2 separate regions of the Mus musculus genome follow, and region 2 is linked to region 1. Evidence: chromatin contacts called from public targeted proximity ligation data. All regions are on one chromosome and are shown on one strand. The core of a region is the stretch at or near the end of the contact, and the rest is flanking DNA. Distances in the headings are between cores, read along the strand shown. Region 1 has its middle 78 kb from the start of Rfx3. Region 2 overlaps Glis3 (GLIS family zinc finger 3).

What was found.
Region 2: a contact with region 1 is called in a targeted proximity ligation map of astrocytes, with 2.4 times the contacts expected there. A contact is called at or near these places in 1 of 130 datasets of targeted methods (astrocytes) and 1 of 9 other capture datasets (embryonic stem cells).

What each region holds. Positions count from the first base shown.
Region 1 is chr19:28,085,940-28,092,968 of GRCm38.p6, forward strand. No RefSeq gene overlaps it. Among named protein-coding and RNA genes, the nearest start is that of Rfx3, 78 kb to the left of the region's middle.
Region 2 is chr19:28,527,707-28,534,916 of GRCm38.p6, forward strand. Glis3 (GLIS family zinc finger 3) reads right to left here. Exons shown (of 11, transcript NM_175459.6): 4 at 3,167-4,280. Among named protein-coding and RNA genes, the nearest start is that of D930032P07Rik, 150 kb to the right of the region's middle.

The sequences.
Region 1 (7,029 bases), core at 927-3,426:
GAAATCCGCCTGCCTCTGCCTCCCGAGTGCTGGGATTAAAGGCATGCGCCACCACGCCGGCCTTGCACAGGCTTATTTAAGTTGGAGATTTACGACAATATGATCGTCTTCTACAAAGAAATACTGGGACCTCAAGGATGACCTAAAAGATTTGAGATACCAAAGGCCAATCGATATCTTTGTTGAACAAATTAGCATTTATCCATCAAGTGGAATCCTATGCTGTCATTAAAAAAAAATAGAATTAGCTGGAAGGCAGATATGATGAGAGGCAGGGATGAGAGGATGGGTGGTATCACAGAGGCATGCAAGTTAGAGAGGCTTTATAGAGGAAATGGAGGTGGAAAGCACCTCGGGACTATGAAGCCAGCAGTCTGACCAATGAACGCCAAGTATCCCAGACCGAGGAAGTTCTGACCAATGAACATCAAGTATCCCAGACAGAGGCTATACCAGGTGAAAAGAAAGTCTCAGCTCCTCTGTAGAAACGCAGGTGGCTCTGTGTGGCTGGCGTGTGGTGGTATATTCACTGGGGCACAGCTAGATTTGAGTCTGGACTGGTTTGTGACAGATTGTGGAGAGCTTGAGTGTCATTTTAAGTTGGGGCCATGGGATGCAGCTTCAAGGAAGGCAGCAACTACATCATGGCAGTAGACTTGAACGATGGCATCGGTAAGGAATAGCTACTTAAGATGAGGTCGGCGTCACAGTGTAGACCCGAAATGAGGTCGCAGCAGGAAGAGAGGGAGACCCTATGCAACATGAAGTAATGACAGGGCTGAGAAGCAATGAATAACCTCCAGGTCGCTTAACTGTTAGAAAATACAGAAAGACAAAAAGAAGACACAGTGGCAACGATCTGTAATTCACTCTGTCTGAGGTACTTACAGAACATCTTAGTGCCCATTAGCCTGTGCAAGCCTATGAGGAAGACAGAAATGGAATGGCTGTGGTCGGCTGCCAACCTTAATAACATATATGTCAGTGATTACCTGCATAGCTTTCTTCTGTGTATGTGCATGAAAGCACACATACGTTTGTATATGTGCATGCAGGTTTGTGGAGGCCAGAGACAGGTCAACAACCTCAGATGTTATTCCTCAGAGCCAGTTGCACATTTTTCTTTAAACATGTATTTATTTATATATCTTTAGGCAGAGTCTCTCTCTAGGACCTGAAGATCCCTAATTCAGCTTAGCTGGCTGTCTAGTATGTCCCACGCTGGGATTACAAGCGTGTGCAGCCATGTGCAGCCTTTGCTCGTGTGTGTTCTCAACTTGGGTCCTCCTGCTTGCAAGCACTTTCCCAACCGAGCGGCTCCCGAGCCCTGACCAAGTCCCGTTACCAATGAGCTGGTTTTGTAAATGTCCTTTTTGCCTTGTGCTTTACCCTCTTCCCCCAGGGCTGGTCTAACTACTTGGAGGCTAATTCCCTCCTTTGCTAGGCATTGGTTGGTGGCCCACTCTGAAAGGCATTCCAGGGAGAAGAGCTCTGAGATGCCATTCCCATGCGGAGAGCTACATGGGCCTGTTTGGATAAGAGAAATCCTAAAATGTAGAGCAAAGTATTCCTTCTTATACCTTGCTCATTGAATTTGCAGAAACACGGTTTTGTGGTGCAGTGTGGAGTGTCTTTAAAGCTGCAGTAAAATCGAGGAGCCCCCTTTAAAAGAGGCCAGCTACATTAGAGCCAGAGGGACAGAGCCGTGACTGTGAAACTTACAATAACACTTGGCTTTGCCTGGTGTTGAAAGTGACCAAAACTAATCAGGTCCAGAAGAGCATTCCACAAAGCTGCTTTTCTGACTCTTTTCTGCCTCTGCCCTGCTTGCTTTTGCTGCTGAGCAGATTGCTGGAGCTGGTGCCAACTCTACATTGCTTAATAATAATTCTCATTAGCATGCTGCCTTGGATGTGTATCGCAGAGCAAAATTTAGCTTTGCCTTGGTGTGAATCAAGAGAGGAGCATGAAATTCTTAGCTGAAGCAAAGGGTTTAAGGACCTTGGATGGGGGTTCCGTTTGCACAGAGTCCAGGCCCTCTTTGGTCCCCAATCAGGGGGCAGGGAGACAAAGAGGAATTTTACTCCCAAATGGCGAGCTTTGTGTTCTTTCTCCCTCTCCACTTGCAGCCTCTGCAATGGCACTTGTTTGTGCCTTGCTATTGAATAGTCTGATACATTCCAAAGACCCAGGGCCTGTCCCAGCCCAGTGCCCCAATGGAGTGAATGTTCCCAGCTCTGGCTGTCGCATCTACCCAGTCATTGTACCTGCTGGTTCCATGACTTTCCTGAGGTTGCTCACATTAGCTTTGGTTACGAAAGTGAACAAGAGGCTGTTTACTCTCCTGCAGATGCCAGGGTGACTTGAGTGGCACTCTGAGGAGACACGCACAACCTTGCACATTCACAGCCTGTTTAACAGGGGCCGTATTCCCCACAACGGCTTTCACATGCCATCTGCTGTCACATGGTACCACGTGCCAGGTCCTTATAAGATATGTATTCAATCACTCCCCTTCTCACCCCTCCTTTAGAAATGGCAAATGGAAGACGACTTTAAGCAAGGTTTCACACTGAAGGAATTATGTGCATATCAAACGTATTGAATTAAAAGAGGATTTTTTTTTAATTGTCATTCCCGGCTGCAAAGTGGCAATCAGACACCCTCATGAAAATTTTAGAGAAGTTATCAGACTCAGTGGGTAGCGGAAAAGGCGCCACTAAAAAGTAATCTTTTCTGTGTGCAAATCTACTTGCCAAAAGAATGACAACTACCAAAAAAGAATTGGAAGGAAACAGTCCAAGGTATTTTATAATTCTGTACTCCCTTTTCCGTTGCTGCTGGGGATGGAACTCAGGGCTCCATACACACTGCAAAGCCACCGAACTGCTGAGCTACACCCCGAACCTCTCATGATTTCCATTCTCCTGTTGGCGTGTGTGTGCCCTTCCTCTGATCTGGTATCGCGCTGAGCTCAGTGGTAGAGGAGAGACACTTTCTAAAAGGGTTGAGGGGATTGGTACAAAGCATACTGGGAACAAATGAATTAGCACATCCTGTCACGGTTTGCTCTTGAATGATGGCGCCTTCTTTGTTAATTGAAAAGAAATGTAAAACTGGAAGGAAAGGCAAAAGGAAACAGAACGAAGCAAACAAACAAACAAACAAAAATGAAACAGAAGAGATTGCAGTCTCTTTTCTCTCCTCCTCCGTGACCTGTGACAGCACACTGTAAAGTCTCGAGGCCCTGCATCTTCATGTACGATTCTGATGCTGTCTGTAGGGAGCCTAGAACAGGAGGCTGGAGAGACGGTCTGTAATTGAAAGTTCTTTCAGGAGAGATGTTCTATCAGGCCTGCTAAGGGAGTCAGCCGCACCTGCTGGCTTTTTATGTTGAGCGTCTCTGAAAGGATGCAAAGCATAAAGAAATTGAATGGTGCTGTTTCTTTTATAATCTCTCAGCGGAAATACAGTTTTAAAAATTATCGATAAGATGTACAAGTCAGACCAAGGGTTTTACGATGAAACTGCAATCTATAGCTTGTTTTAATCTTGTGAATAGTGTTCTGCTTCTCTGACATGCTCTAAACAAACTTATAATCTGTAACAATATATGACTTCCTAAGTTGCTGCAACCGTGGCTCTTAGGGAGGGCTCGTCACTTCAGATATCACATCACTCAGCCATAGATACTGAACTACTCATCCATATGTGTGTTGTTTTAAGAAGATTTAGTCTCTTTTTATGAGTAGCTTAGAAGAAACACCAGCTATTTAGGATCTAAGGAACAGAGATGAGACAGCGGTATTTTAACCAGCATAGACATTATCTGAGTACTACTGTGCATTTCTGAGGGCAGCCACGTACAGCTCCCATACACCAGTTCAGCTGTCTTGGCCTTGATGGCAGTTGCCATGAGGACTCATGGAAAGCACTGCCAGCCTGCTTGACTCTTAATTCCTGGACAAGGCGATCCCTGAGGGCAGGCATGTGTCTGTGCCTCTTCCAATTCAGATGCTGCCTGCCCATCCAGGGTTTGCTCGTGGATAAAAGGATAAGCTACATTTCTGATTGGATTCAGCCAGCAGGGGGAAAACATTCTTATTTACGGCTCAGGTTTTGTGCTGAGAAAGACATCTTTACACTATTTTTATGTGGCCATATTGTAAGGCCTATTGGAGGTGGAAAACGTTATCAGCACACGAGCATCCTCCCAGACCTTATACATCAGAACTCACTAAACTGAGATGATGTCTGTGGGAGTCTCAGCTTGCTCTGTCAGCCTTGCTAACAAGGTTGACAAGCTAGCGTACCCAGGTGTTGTCATCTAGTGGCACACCACACACTCCTAAAGTTACCAACAACCTGTTCTTCAGAAGTGGTCACATGACCCAGACCTCTCCTATCTCCCTGGTCCAATCAGAGTGCTGCCCTGGGATTTAACGCCCACACAGAAGAGGAAAGATCCTGTCTTCTTGCTCAGTCAGGGGTTTCTGCCTTACAGCTGCCTGTGGTCATGTTCTCTTCCAGGTAAAAGGTAGAAAGAACAAGGTAGACAGAGCAGTGGCAATGACAACCAGTGGCAGAAAAAAGCCCAACAGCGTTTCAGCCCTGTTCAGTTCCGAGCCTGGCTTCCTGCGGCCCTCTATCTGTTACTGGTGAATCCGATTGCCAGCGTCCTGAGTTTGCAGTTTCTGTTATTTACAACCTGAAGAGGCCCGCAGCATCCCTCTTAGAATAGAAAGGAAAGGTGGCTGGCACACACTTACAGTGAAGGGTCAGTCTCTCCACCAAGGCTGGAAATACAAGGACCGGGGAAGGAGAAACAACGCTTTCTCAAGAGCACCTGGTAACAACAGGAACTAACCTGGGTGCTGCTGCCCAGTAGTTTTCCACAGTAGTTCCCCAGTTCCTTACTCCTGTGAACCTTGGCGCTGAGGAGAGAGGGTGATGGGGCAAACGTGCCAGAAGGCAACAGAGTGGCTGGGAACAAAGGACCCTACAATCTTTCCTCCTAAGTTTCTGGCCCATGGTTTGGGACCCAGTCTCTCTGCTTATGGTTTTTCCTGTAAGGGCCAGTTCAGAGAATTCACACAATGAACTACAAACCATAGGGGTCCCAAGAGAATCCTTTGTGGCTATGAGGCATCCCGCTGAAATAGAGGCTACGTCTCCCCATAGGCTCACCTTGTTGCCTAAGTGATAGGGGTGGAGGCAAGGAAAACTGAGAAAGGGGAGCTGAAAACTAAGGTGCGGAGTCGGAGTGGGGGGGTGGGGGGGTGAGGGGTACATTTTACCCAGGCACAGGCCAAGTTAGGAGTTAAGCTGAGGTTGGAGAATCACCACCAAGACTAATACTCCAGCATGCTTCACAACGACCTGATGGCACCTGACAGGACGAAGGCAAAACAGGAGTCAAAGCAGCTTGCTGGCTCTGGCTCCCAGGACTTTATTCAGGAAGTCTAAGGAACCCAGGGCTCTGCACTTCCAACAGGTTTCTCATTGATACTGATAAACTTAGTCCCATGACTCCTTTAAGGAAAACTGCTAACCACTAGCAAGATTTTATCGAAAGGACCCAGATGTAGCTGTCTCTTGTGAGACTATGCCGGGGCCTAGCAAACACAGAAGTGGATGCTCACAGTCAGCTATTGGATGGATCACAGGGCTCCCAATGGAGGAGCTAGAGAAAGTACCCAAGGAGCTAAAGGGATCTGCAACCCTATAGGTGGAACAACATTATGAACTAACCAGTACCCCGGAGCTCTTGACTCTAGCTGCATATGTATCAAAAGTTGGCCTAGTCAGCCATCACTGGAAAGAGAGGACCATTGGACACGCAAACTGTATATGCCCCAGTACAGGGGAACGCCAGGGCCAAAAAAATGGGAATGGGTGGGTATGGAAGTGGGGGGGGGGGAGGGTAAGGGGGACTTTTGGGATAGCATTGGAAATGTAATTGAGGAAAATATGTAATAAAATATATATTTTTTTTATATATAATATATATATATATATATATAAAGGAAACTGCTAACCTAGGACATCTCCCTTCAAGTCCTGGACTCCATGTACACAGCCACATAGCATCTTATTTTTTTTTTTTAAATAGCGCACAAGGCAGGGTAACATCCTCTATCCTATTGGATTGCTGACATCTTATCAATATTTCAAAAGTGTGAGATTCCGGGGAGTAACAGTTCGTATCAGATGCTCGATTTCTGCACACTTCTGCAATTCTGTGCTATGCATCTGAAATCTTGACAAATGATATTCTGGACCCAGGCAGCAACTCCTGAGGCTGGAGGGAAAACGATTCTAAACCCTGATGTCCATGTTCCCTCAGAGTGCATTTTAATTGAGGAAAGTGTGGTTTGGGAGCGGGGCTGAGCAGCAGCAGAATGTATGGGACGTGATAAGTTCAGTTCTTCACATAAAATGTACATCAGGGGGAAAAAAATAAACAAGACGAACTCAAAATACTGCAGCAAATGTTGGGCTGAAATACTGCCAGGTGTGGAGGTGTAGAAAAATGAACACACATTTTGGTGGCAAGGCACAAAACTGTTTAAATCCTTCTGCAGAAGTTTCAGAGGACTATAATTTTGGCATGGCTCTAGGAGCACGGTTACTAGGTTTACCGTGTAGCCATGCCAATGGGATCTGTAAGGATTGCCTTGTCCAGCCTGGGATATTGTGCAACTCCTCAAAACATCACCTTCACATATGCCAAAGAATACAACATGGAGAAAGAAGTCAGAACATTTCTGCATACAAAAAAAAAAAAAAAAACCAACACAGAAGGTGTGAATTCTGCATAAGTGGTAGCAAGCTTGTGCTCTCTTCACAAAGTAATATTCTTTCAAAGGACTCAAGTGGATATATTTGGGTACATGCAAATATGTGTGTAAATACATATATATAATTTTCTTACGTTTAGCTCACTCTAAAATGTAACATTGATAACTTCTGCTTATCATTGATGCTGAAGTAAAAGGTTGACATGGGAGAATCCAGGGCACCCTTTGT
Region 2 (7,210 bases), core at 10-2,509, 440 kb after region 1:
AGTAGCCTCTTACAGTAAAGCAGGCCTTGGCCCTGACACACCCTCATTTTTACCATAATTTCCAGAAGCTCTCTGTGTTGTTTGTAGTCATGGTCACCAAACTTATCGGTCACCATTCCATTTCTTGGTTAAATAATCCCCATAGGTGAGAACGATGACTAAGCCTGAGTGTCATCCAGAGACAAGAAATAGAAATTAGACATACATTAAAAAAAAAAAAGGACTTAACATTCAAACTACACCTAGGTTTTGTAGCCACCACAAAAACCGAAGATCACGTCTCTGAAATAACGTGGTCATTTTACCTGGCACAGGTCTACCTTTGAGTAAGCTACCTTCAGGTTTCAATGCAATTAAACACTTCCCTGTTGAAGTTCTGTGTACGGGGATCCCGGGGGATTGTAAAGATTCCCTTTGCAAAAGGCAGGAGGATGTGCACTGCAGATGTCCATCCCCCTTCAAGTACAATGTCCCCTTGTCCACATATTACAATTTGAGACACCCGCCAAGCCTCCACAGAGAGATGCCAGTGGTCCCCAGGCTCGCAGATCAAGCACATGACACGTAACTTCACGATTTGTATGTAAATATAAAAATGGCTATCTTCCTGCTAAAAACATAAACTCCCAATGGTAGAATCTTAGCGTCAGTACCCCTACGACCCTTTGCTTCGTCTAAAGGGATTTGCACGTGGCGTGTGAGTGGTTTGCGATTCTAGTTTCGCTGTGCTATTGGATAAGCCTTACGTGCAAGTTTCGGAAATGTTCCACCTATGAATGAAGAGAGGGCAGATTAGGAGCGCACCGTTACCCCATCTGCCCATCCCGAATGGCACAGTGAAAGCAGCGCAGGCCTGCGAGTACTCACTGCTCACCTCGTCTCTCCCTGGACTATTTCTATTTTTAATATTTATTGTGCACTTTAGCAAAAGTCAACTGTGCAGAGCTAAATGTCTTTGAAAACTCTGGGACCAGAGGTGAAAAATAGGGAAATCCTTTTGCATAAAAATTAATTTTGCAATGTAAAAAAAAAAGTCTTTTTAATATAATTCTAACTTTAATGTTTGTTTCATTAAAGGCAAATTCAGTGAACTGTTTTCAGCCAGGGTTAGTGAGAACTACAAGGTTAGACTGTTTTCCTTCAGAGACTGGGTGTTTCTCCTACTTGCAACAGTCTCCTGTGTTCCAAACAGAGTAAGTGGAACTGCCGTCCACGACTTGTCTCATTCTGGAATTTTCAACACAGAACTCTACTGACAAGAGTACGGCCTGGCCTCCTGCAATGTAATTATTCTTTTCACTCAGAGAACCTGGCACTCTCACAATGCATCAGCTTCAGTTTTCCTTAGGAGAAAAAAAAAATCACAACACAGGAATAACGCGATGACAAGAAGTGCAATTTCTTTCCACCAGAAAGCCTCACGGCTCTCTCGGAAACACCTACTCCATGGTCAAAGTGCTTCTTTCTACCTCCTGCACCCCAGCTCTTGCCGGCACGGCATGCTTCCGCACGAATCACTCTGTGGCCGGTCTACAGTCAATTATCAACACAGTCCACACGCCTTGTATCATAGCCTACTATAGAGATGGCAATGGCTGGGAGGATCACAGTCGAGCCCGTTCCTTTCCAACCTCATTTATAGTCTTCTGTTTATCGCTGCACTCTAGAGCTCTCCATTCTGAGGGAGCACTCAGAATTCTCAGTTCTAACTCTGAATAACTATCCCTGTCTGTTGTGATCATAAAAAGAGAAAGAGCTATAAGAATATGTTCTGGTGGAGTGTGGGGGAAGGGCGTGCCCAGGCAGGCCCATGCCAAGGCATCCCTTCCCCTGAGGGACCGGACACACACTGGTATAGTATAGAATAGAGTTTATTTAGGGCATGGGAGAGGTGTTAAGAGGGTGGTAGAGGCAGAGACAGGCAGAGAGACGAAGAGAGTAGAGAAGTGGAGGCCGGCCATGACCACGTGGAGAGAGGGAGGAAGGGAATGGGATCAAGGGGGCAAGAGGCAAGAGGCAAGAGGCAAGAGGCAAGAGGCAAGAGAGAGGCAAGAGCATTAGAGAAAGAGGAGGGGCCAAGCAGCCCCTTTTATAGTGGGCCAAGCCTACCTGGCCATTGTCAGGTAACTGTGGGAGTAGTATACCTGGCTGTTGCCAGGAACTCTGGAGGTGGAGTTTAGACAGAATACCAACACAGTCCACCTAGACTAATAGAAAACTTATGTTCCTCTCTCTTTTTATTTCAAGAGTTCAGTGAGCCCTCTCAGACTGTGCAAAGCTATCTCTGTGATCCTGGGGATGAAGTCCTGCCTGTAAGCCCTGAGGGTTTCTGCGAGGTGTGAAAGTGTAGTGAATGCATTGAAGAATTTTATTGTTCAAAAACAGTCAGATCTGCCAAGAAACAGAATCAGAGTTCTAGGACCTGTGTTGGGAAAGACGAAGGCAGGAGAGACAGCAGACCCATTTGCTTCAAGCACCAAAGGCACACAATTGTCGCAGCCTATGCCTTCTGCTTTTCCTTGATATTAGCAAGATCCCATGAGGCCCTGTTCCTGTGGTGTCCCCGTGGTGTTTCCTTCCTGACTATAAATCCTTAATGAGTTTCCAACCCTAGAAGGTACAACGTGCTAGCATGAAGGTGTATGCCACACCAATCTCAATAGTCAAGTTCCTAAGTGGAGAATTCCATTCTTAAATGTCAATCTCCCAGACCCCAAGACTCACCTAAATTTTCAAAGGAAAAAACAAACAAACAAACAAACAAACACAAACCTGAACATTTACTTTGGAAAGAGCAAAAGCTTGCTTGTGGCTCAGTGAATGGTCCCCTCCACTTGAACAGCCATGCAGTTAAGAGAACACCACGTCTGTGTCATTCTCACAATCCCAAACTAAAGCAGACTGGCCTCCACTACTTCTGGGGCATGGGAACCGAGCTAGAACTGGAGAGAAACCAGCAGTCACCAGCTATCAAAGAATCCTTCCCCTTGCACCAGTTAGAGGAAGAGGAGAGAAACCTAATAGGTACCTTGACCATCACACATCCAAGTCCCACAGAAATAGAAACTCTTACCTGCCTTTTCTGTCCTGTTTGATAAAATGCATGCATGACAGTAAGCTGGACCTTCCAGAGAGGTGGCCCAGGACCTCGGAAACTCCAACTCACCGTACACTTGTTGGGCTTCTCCCCAGAGTGGACCCTCATGTGGATCAGCAGTTTATACCGTGCGTTGAAAGGCTTGTATCTTCTAGGGCAGCCAGTCCAGAAGCACGTGAAGTCTTCCCCCTTGCGTTGGTCTATGTGGACCTTCTCGATGTGCCTCACCAGTTCCTCCTGCTGGTCATAAAGGGCACTGCAGTCTATCCAACGGCAGCAGTGCTTCCCCCCTGAGTCTTCCATCTCCCCATCCTCTTCCAGGCCAGTCTGGGCCAGGGACAGCGATTGGGTGTGAGGCAGGAGCTCTGGGTGATGAAGGTGTGGATGGGCATGGTATGGGGGTGGGGGACCCTGAGGCGGAGGAAGAGGGAGAGGCAGAGCAGAGGGCAGGTCCAAGGCACTGGCGGGGAACTCCTCCAGGCGCTCTGTTTTGAGCATGTTGGCTGTCTGGCCATCCTGGCCCGGTAGGCCAGGCTGCAACACCATGTTGTTTACAGGTCCGGGTTGCAGGCCACCATGCTCAAGCTGCTGCATGCGTTCATACTCCAGTGTACCGTCCTCTCCATAGCCCGGCAGCGTATGCCCTCCACTGGCAACCAATATGCCTTTCTGCCCGCTGGCCACTGCACAAGACTGGGGGATGCAGCTGCCACGAACACCCAGGAAATGCCCATAGACCTCTGACTGTGGGGACAGGTTGGCTGGGGAGGCTCTTGGTCCGTTGATGTAGGCGACCAAGGATGTGGGTGAAGTACGGATGATAGTGTTGAAGTCGATCCCGATGCCATCTGACAGTGGCGACAAGGACAATGCTCTCTTCTTAGAGCGGGTGGAGTGGGCCCTGGTTGCTGAGTGCCGAGGGCTAGGGTAAGGAGAGTGGCTATTTTCCATGCCGAAAAGGTAGGGTGGCAACGAGTTGGAGACGCTGTTGCCAGACACTGGCGTGCCTGGAGGCAAGCTAAGAAGGTCCCCTAGGTCCGTGCCATTCTGGGAACTGTGGCTGGATGAAAGTGAAGGGAAAGCCCTGTAGCTCTGAGACCACTCTTGCTTCACACTCAAGGCTGATTGACTCTCTGTCAGACTCAAAGTCGTGGACACCAGAGACTCTTGCAAAATAACGGACCTGGGGCAGCAGCCAGAGAGAAGGGAGGAAAAAAAAATTTTTTTTTCAGCAAGACGTGGATTGCTTAAGAACTAAGAGAACACTGTACCAACCAACAATCACTTAAGTATTTCCCCTAATTACGTTCTCCACTAAACACAAATTCTTGGACTATGATAGAATCCCAGGCTTTTAGTTCCAGGTAAATAACACTTTATCAAGCAAACAAGAAAAGCTAATGCTTTCTAGAATAATAAAAGCCATTGTTATAAATAGTTCTAGTACTTTAATGAGAATAAATAGTCCTCACTTTATTTCAAAGTATTTTTTTATACAAAAGGGGGGAAATTGAGGACTAGGGAAAAATTATAGATGGTTGTTGTGGTAAACCAGATTAGTATTTGTTAAGCACCTACTGTGTGCACCATGCTGTAGTAGGTTTTGCAGGCCATACACTTCTGAACAGCACTAGTGTTCAATTAAAATCTACTTGGGAAGGCAACATAAACTCATGGTTTTGTTTTGTTTTGTTTTGTTTTGTTTTGTTTTGTTTTGTTTTGTTTTAAGGAAATCCTACAGGACATACGTTGTGCTAGAAACTTACTAATACTTTTACAATTCAACTTTCACTGACATCGTCAAATTTAAAGGGCAATTTACAATGCAAGTGCTCATTCATTTCAAATGATACTAGAAAACTTATGAAAATGTAAAAAACATACAAGCACACAAAGCATACGACGGTTGTAAAGTGCACACTTAGCTTTATCACACACACACAGTCCTTAGTAGAACAAAGCATTGATAACATAAAGGAGTAATAAACTGGAGAGCTGCATTGGGAATCACTCATCAGGCCACGGGGCTAACCACACTTGTGAGATGGGTTTCCCATGAGCCCTTGTCCTTGTATCCGAGCAGCTTCAGCCCGAGAACAAGTCATTCACTTTCCGTGGTTCATTTCTGCAATTCCTTCCCTGTCCTTACCCTTTATAAAAAGCTAAATATGTTACAATTCATTGTTTGCATATCAAAGTGGTTCATTATGGTAACTCTAGCCCCTTGAAAATTCATATTGCTTTCCAAGGACATTATTGCCTTTAAAAAACAGTTAAAATTAAAGCTATGTCCCTGGGACAGACCATTCATCCCCCAAAAAAGGGTCAACATGTAGAAACATGGAAAGGTCCCAGATCCCACCCCAGAAGCATCAGATTGCAGAGAAGCCTGGCTTGCCAACATGTATCTGTGGCTGGCTTCCTAGAATGCTTTATTTAAATAAATTAATCACCAAAAATTCTTATAGAAATGTGTGACTTCCCTCGATGAACCCATTCACTGTCTCCAGCTATTAAATGGCAAGCTACTGCAAAGGAAGGAGGAGGCTTCATTTCACCTGTTCCCTTCTCGGCTTCACAAAATGGAAGCCAGGAACACTATTGCTGCCACGCCTGGGATACTGTGAAGAAAGCATCTAGGCTCCAAAAAGCACAGTGTAGGTAAGGTGGTAGCTAACACTACAATGGACCTGACGCTGCTGGTAGGTACAGAAATGTTTACCAACGACCAACACAGCAGGAACCGCCCTTGACGTAGATTTGTCTCTTGCCCAACTCAAATCCTTACATTTGGACTAAAGTCCTTCTACAAGCTCTAAAGTGGCCTCCAAACAGTCTGGATTTGAATTCCCCGTGGACACATCTCAATTATTTTCTGAGCACCCTTAACAGCATGTGGCTCTTCCTGCAGAGCTCAGCAGAAAGCTCTGGAAGCTGGATGTCAAGAGCCTTTTGACCCTACCCCCCAGTGAGAGTCAGAAATGACATTTGGGCACAAGCCACGTCAGTGGAGATGCCATATACAAAGCAGAGACAAATAAATGACTGCTTCTCACCAAGGTCGAGGAACTATGGGGCATCAGGACACTGATGGCTCACAGTGGTGGCCACTTTAGAACATTTCAGACTTCCAAGCAGTAACTATCAGCCAAAGTAGCTTGTTCAACTGGATGCACTTTGCCGATGAAATTACACTGTTTGGCTCAAAGGCGGCCTAAAGAAACATGTTCATTTTTCCAATCATGAAAGGCAAATCTCCTATCTCTTAAGCTATGCTGAACATTGCTTACTTTCTAGCACAGCCTAACTCTGTAGAGACATGCTGCTCTTGCTTCTTCAGCATCTGTTTTCCAAGACAGTTGTCACATATTTTTCAGAAAGCCAACTGAGTGGTCTACTTAAAAATCAGTGGTGTGAACACAGAACAAGCTCATGTCCCTCCGTGCCTGACACGTCAGATACCTAACAGGAACAAGACCTCCAACAAATGGCAGTCACGCCCTATGACTCTCAAAGAAGCTCTGTAGAAGACTGAATCGTTCAAAGTTCTACCCCATGAGAGCTCTCTGTAGTAAGCGTCTACCTTGCAAAGCATCTCCACTACCTGCACCACACTTTGAAGCAACTGGAGGATCTTCCTCAGAAAATGTATGTCAAGCCCTTTCAGTAACCAGGATGCTTTCTACCTTCCCAGTCCCCACCAGAGTGTGAAGTACAAACTGAGGCCTCCAACACTTTCTGATGTAACAAGTGTATAAGAAAGAGTCAGGCTTTGAGAACCCACGCCTGGGATCCCATCCCAGGATCCCAAAGGCTACAGCTAGACAATCAAGACTTCACGGCCAACCTTGACTACATAGGAAGATATTATCTCAAAGAATAGAATCAATAAATAAAATAAGGACAATGATCCTGGTAGCTGACAAACCACTATTTACAAAACTCACAGAGCATTTTTATGTATTAACTGAATGAATACACACTATGAGATAAATTAACTAGACTCTCACAATATTTTCATAAAAGGAAAATGAATAAAAGAAATCTATGAGTTTCCTTCTGAGACAGTCAAGGAATGGTGTAAGGTCCTTAGCAAAGTAAGAGAGTAAGTGA